2 separate regions of the Canis lupus genome follow, and region 1 is linked to region 2. A link is a contact called in public Hi-C data. All regions are on one chromosome and are shown on one strand. Each heading gives the region's core, a stretch centred on a gene start, on an enhancer-like site or on the middle of the called end of the contact. The rest is flanking DNA. Distances are from core to core; before and after follow the strand shown. Region 1 holds the start of SESN2 (sestrin-2). Region 2 holds the start of SNHG3 (small nucleolar RNA host gene 3 (non-protein coding)).

The links. A called contact is a pair of places that touch in the nucleus more often than the background predicts.
Region 1: a contact with region 2 is called in a Hi-C map of blood, with 2.5 times the contacts expected there. The contact joins the promoter of SESN2 here to the promoter of SNHG3 in region 2. A contact is called at or near these places in 4 of 9 Hi-C or Micro-C datasets (amygdala, blood, liver and 1 more).

Annotation. Positions count from the first base shown.
Region 1 is chr2:71,562,017-71,564,716 of UU_Cfam_GSD_1.0, forward strand. SESN2 (sestrin-2) reads right to left here and starts at 1,412. Exons shown (of 10, transcript XM_038531375.1): 1 at 939-1,412. The coding sequence starts at 1,043.
Region 2 is chr2:71,367,902-71,370,601 of UU_Cfam_GSD_1.0, forward strand. It overlaps SNHG3 (small nucleolar RNA host gene 3 (non-protein coding)), which reads right to left and starts at 1,340. Exons shown (of 3, transcript NR_038068.1): 1 at 1,284-1,340; 2 at 68-101. It overlaps LOC111093268 (a long non-coding RNA gene), which reads left to right. Exons shown (of 4, transcript XR_005355918.1): 2 at 1-1,380. LOC119870553 (a small nucleolar RNA gene) reads right to left here and starts at 410; the gene lies at 206-410.

The DNA of each region.
Region 1 (2,700 bases), core at 162-2,661, 190 kb after region 2:
GCCCAGCAAAGAGCTACTTGGTGGGGCTAGTGAAGGAAGTCCCTCCTGGGCCTCAATTTCCTCACCCTGGAAAATGGGGCTATAGTGTAGCTCTATTTAGCTAGTTTAGTACTTAAGGACTCAGAAAAGGCAAAACCCGAGACCAGCACCTAGTAGTGCTAGTGCTTAAATGATAAGATGTCCCCTGTCGCTGGGGGGGGGGGGGGGGGGGGGAGGCAGGAGGTGTGTCAGATTAGGCCCAGCCTCTTCCTAGCTTCCCTGCAAAGAGTTCCTGCGAAACAAACTTCTGGGACCTCAGACCGCTTAGTAGGGCTCAACCTAATGGACGCTCGCCTTCCCGAGCCGGGTCCAGGGTTTCTCCCCTCCTCCCCCAGCTTTGGCCGCCGCCGCGTACCCCGCGGCCAGCCGCGGCCCCGGAACGCCGACGCTCCCCCGCTCCCAACTGGGGGTGCAGGCGTGGGCGGGGGACGCGCTCGACCTCGGCTGGCAAGTCCCAGGTGCCCCAATCCCCGCACTGGGAGACGGGAACCGGGTCGTACCCTGGAAAGAGTCCTCCGCCAGCAGCCCCAGCCTAGAGGAAGGGACTCTGCGGAAGGGGGCGGGGAGGAGGAGTGGTCCGGCCGCAGCGCCGGGGATCTGCCTGGACTTGAAGATTCTCCCGTCGAGAGCCCAAACCCAAGATAACCTCGAGAAGGCTCCCCTCTCATTGGCCGGGAGTCCGAGGGAGCCAGGGAAGGTTCCACAGCCCGGGGGGGGAGGGGGCGGAGAGGGCCGCCACTGCCAGTTGATGCAACCCCATTCCCAGGTTACGCGCTCCACTCCGCCTCCCCCCCACCCGACCCCCGAGCCCGGGGCGTTGTGGGGGGGCCGAGGGGGCGCTGCGCAAAGACTCAGTTCGGGACTCAAACGAAGAGTGGCGTCGCTCGGCCGCTGCTTACCTCTCCCGCCCCGGGGCCGCCGCCGCCGCCGCCGCCGCCGCCGCCCGGGGCGAACGGCAGGTAGCCCTTGAGCTCTGCGCGGCACTCGGAGTCTGCAACGATCATGGTGTGTGCCAGGATCTGGCCACGGCTCGCCGGGCACCCGACGGGGGTTGGCACGCACGCACCCAGGAAGCCGGGGCTAGGGGCCGCTGGGGAGGTCCTAGAGCCCCGGGGAGTCTCTCGGGGTTCCAGAACGCTCCGAGAGCCCAGAACCAGCGAACGGGCGCTCCTCCGCCGGACTCTCCGGTCGGCCGGCTTCTGGAAGGCTGAGTGGCCTCGGCAGTCGGGGATGGGCCGCGGCCCTGGGGTTTTCACGGCCCGGAGTGCCTCGGAAGTCCGCAGTGGCCACGGCCGCTCGCCAAGCCAGCGCTCCCCAGCATCCCCGCCGCGGAACTGCCAGCGCTCGCCGGGCTCTGACACCAGCAGCGCCGCTCAGCCTGCTGCGGTCCCCGGGGGAGGGCGGGGACACAAAAGCTCCGCGCCGCAGCCAATCAGAGGCCTGTTTCCCGGGGAGGCGGGGGCGGCACCTCCCCCTGGAACCCAACGCCCGGCCAATCCGCACCGGGAAGCGCCCGGGAACTCTGGGAGCTGTAGTCAGCCCGGGATGCATGCTGCAAACTTTTGCAAAAGGGTTTAGTCAGATTGTGGGCAGTATCGGCCGAGAGTGACAGCCAAAAGAGTCATTAGGGCTGCGTGATGAAACGGGACTTCACCGGGCTGGGCCGGAGAGCCGGGTGTGAAATCCCTCCCAAGTTCGTTCTTCAGCTTTTCAGTTCCTGCAGGGACTGGTTAGGGTTAGGAGAGGTGGTGCTAATTACAGAGCTGAACCCCAGATTTTGGAGATTAGAGGGCACAGCCCTGCCCCCCACCCCCGGCCTCCGGGAGAGCTCCATCTTAAAATGTACCAGGCACTGGGAATCCATCTATTTGTGGAGTCCCTGGAAAAGCCTCCATTCATCGAAAGGTCCTTGGCAACCTCACGTCTAACCTCAATCCCTATGCTGCAGTTTTCTCTCGTGCTTCCTTGGGGTTTCCTCCAGGCCTGTCTTCCATACCCACCACTCCCTTTTTAGAAACTTTGAGGCAAAAAAAACCCCAAAAAAACAAAAAACAACTTTGAGGCAAGGTGTCCTACTGGGTCTTTTCTCACGTCTCTCTCTGGCCACTCCTTCTCTGACTCTCTGGAACGTGGGTGTTCCTCAGTTTCTGTTTTCTCCCCTCCTCTCTCCAGACACTCCGTCCCTCTCTGATCTCATCCATTTCCTGGCCTTCAGTAATCCTTTTGGGAGTAAGTTGCTTACACCAGAACCTCAGCACCTCAAAGTGAATTCATCTCTTGTTCCCTTCCCACAGTCTCTTCCCTCAGTTTTTCTTTAGAGTTCCACTGTTTGTTTTCATCTTAAAGTCATTTACTCTGGATAGGAAATCCTGGGTGGGCTAGATTACCTCCAAGTTTCTCCCAGAGACTTTCTGAGACTAGGCTTACCATTCCAAGGATGACCCTCTGATTTGGCCTGCTGCCTCCAGCTCTTGGAAGAAGAAAATTAATTTCACCCTTTGCTGAGCAACAAAGGCACTCTATCATAACACTTATCCCACTCTACTTTGTACTGTAATTTTCTGTGTACATGTCTTATCTCACCTTCTTGACTATAAGCTCCTTGAAGACAGGGTCCATGTCTTGACACCTTTGTCTCTGCCCTATGCCACCAAGGGTGTC
Region 2 (2,700 bases), core at 90-2,589:
AAATGTCAACAGGAAAACACCGACAAGCCAAAACCAATTCTTACCCCCAATTTTTGGATTTACTTACCTCAGATCAAATTATTTGGAATCCTTAGCCATTGCTGCAAAAACAAAGTAAGGTAAGAGCTTAATCCAGTTGTACAGCAGGTAATAAAAGCAGATTTCTTTCCAATCAACCTATATCCAGATAGGGGGTGCTCTAGAGAGCTGTTTCCTGCATGGTTTGTCTCCTCAGTCATGGTCCACAGGACTCTGAGAAGCTGTAGGAATATGCAGGCGCAGACTCAAGGCCCGGCTTCATCTCCAACGTTGTGGAAGGGGACTGTACGTCACCGGGCAGAGCCCTGAGCTCCCGCACGCCACCTGGACAGAGCCCGGGGAGAGTGACCTCCCGGGAGTATCCACGTTGGTCACCGTAATTTCATTTGCTAACTAAAGAGCTAGAAATAAATTTCAACCAGTAGAGGGTGACTTCCCCAGGATATCCATTCTGGGGTAGATACTAAATTCCCAAGTGTCAACGAAGTTCGAGTTCAATACCGACCAGGAGTCTCAGGTCAGTAGTCTAAATGCACTTTCAGCCAGGTACCCAAAACAGAGCTAAAAATCCCAGTAGGCGATTAGCACTACTGTTTAAGAAATGGCACATCCAGCGGGTCCCTGGGTGGCTCAGCGCCGCCTTCGGCCCAGGGCGTGATCCTGGAGACCCGGGATCGAGTCCCGCATCGGGCTCCCTGCATGGAGCCGGTTTCTCCCTCTGCCTCTCTCTTTCATGAATAAAATGTTTAAAAAGAAAAGAAATGGCACATCCAGAGCGCTGACACAGCAATTACGGGTCCTATCTACAACTCGGCCATCAGGAGTGCGCCCTGAGATCACCCTACGTCATAAAACAAGCGGCAGAATTAAGAACGCTCGCTTTCGAAATCGATTCTTAATCTCCGATGGGCCGTCGGGAATAGAATGATCGGCATGCAATCCCACCGCTTCCTAGGAGACCAGATCAAACAACAGGGGCGGGGTGGGCCGAGCATCTGGCATCCTGGTGCGTGAAGCGGCAGCCCCGTAGGTCTCAGCGCGAGCGCCTGGACTATGCGCAAGGCCCGCGGCTCGCGAGGCCTCCGCGGCCCACATCCTGCCCAGCCCCGCTGCGCGAGCAAGCGTAGTCAGCATGGACGCCGCAGAAGGGGCTCCAGAGAGCACGATGCCCACAGGAACAGCTTGCTGGCAGGCCCCGGGGTACTAAAGCTAGAAGTAACCAACCGAAAGGGTAAAACTCTTACCTACTAAAGACCAAACGGCGCCGCAGTCTTTCTCCAAAAGGCCGTACAACCCCCAAGGCATCCTTATTTATACCTTCTGAAGCGGGCGGAAGTCAAGGTATCTCTATTGCGCCTGCGCAGCGCCCTGCGCAGTTAGGGAATCGGAAATTCGCAAAGGATGCTGGGAGTTTAAGCCCCACCCCTACCCGACTCAGAGGCTTCTCGCGACAATAGAGCCTCGCGCGTGGGAACCTGCTGGAGAATGTGAATTACGGAAACGGAGTTTGGGAGTATGTAGCCTGGTGCTGAGCAGCAAGGGTGCTCCTCAGCAATCCGCTCGCCCAGTCTGGACGATATAGACTGAGATAAACCCGCTAGCCTCCATCCCCCAACGCTTTGGAGTAATTCTATGCAAAATGAAAAAAAGCCGCCTAGGGACGCCTGGGTGGCTCAGCGGTAGAGCGCCTGCCTTCGGCCCAGGCCGTGGTCCTGGGATCGTGGGATCGAGTCCCGCATCGGGCTTCCCGCATGGAGCCTGCTTCTCTCTGTGTCTCTCATGAATAAATAAACGAAATCATTTTTAAAAAAAGAGAGAGAGGAAAAAGCCATCTAGAGAAATGCAGGATCTCAACAGTGATTGAATCTGCCCTGTCACATGTGAAATGAACTTTTGATAAATGATAGGAAAATAGGACAGAAAGGCTTTCACATAAATTGGCTAAAACTAAAAGCCTCCTGTACACGATAATGGATGTATTCGATACTTCCGAACTGTACGCCTAAAAAGGTTAAAAAGGTAAATTTTACATCAAGTATATTTTAACACACAGTCGTGTGATATAAAGTAGGCATGTAAAGAATCCTGGAGATACATATTACATGTGAAATTTTGCAAATGTGATAGGATTTTGAATATGGTGTTAAGCGGATAGAGTTAATGTAAAAATAACACAGAGCCATCATAGCTGGGCTATAATGAGTGCAAACACTTATAGTGTTCCTCACATAAGATTTTGTGCCGGATTCTTTACATAGGTTATTTACTAGCACAGCAATTCTAAGACAGTGGTATCATTTACCTAGATTTTTTTAAAATTTATTTTTAAGATTTTATTTATTTACTCATGAGAAACAGAGGCAGACAGAGAAGCAGGGTCCATGTAGGGAGCCTGATGTGGGACTCATCCTAGGACCCCTGGACCAAGCCCTGACCCTGAGGGCAGCCACTCAACCACTGAGCCACCCAGGTGTCCCATTACCTAGATTTTATTTTATTTTTATTTATTTTTAAAAAGATTTTATTTATTCATGAGAGACACAGAGAGAGGGGCAGAGACACAGGCAGAGGGAGAAGCAGGCTCCATCCAGGGAGCCCGATGAGGGACTCAATGCAGGACTCCATCTGGGGACTCCAAGATCATGTCCTGGGCGGAAGGCA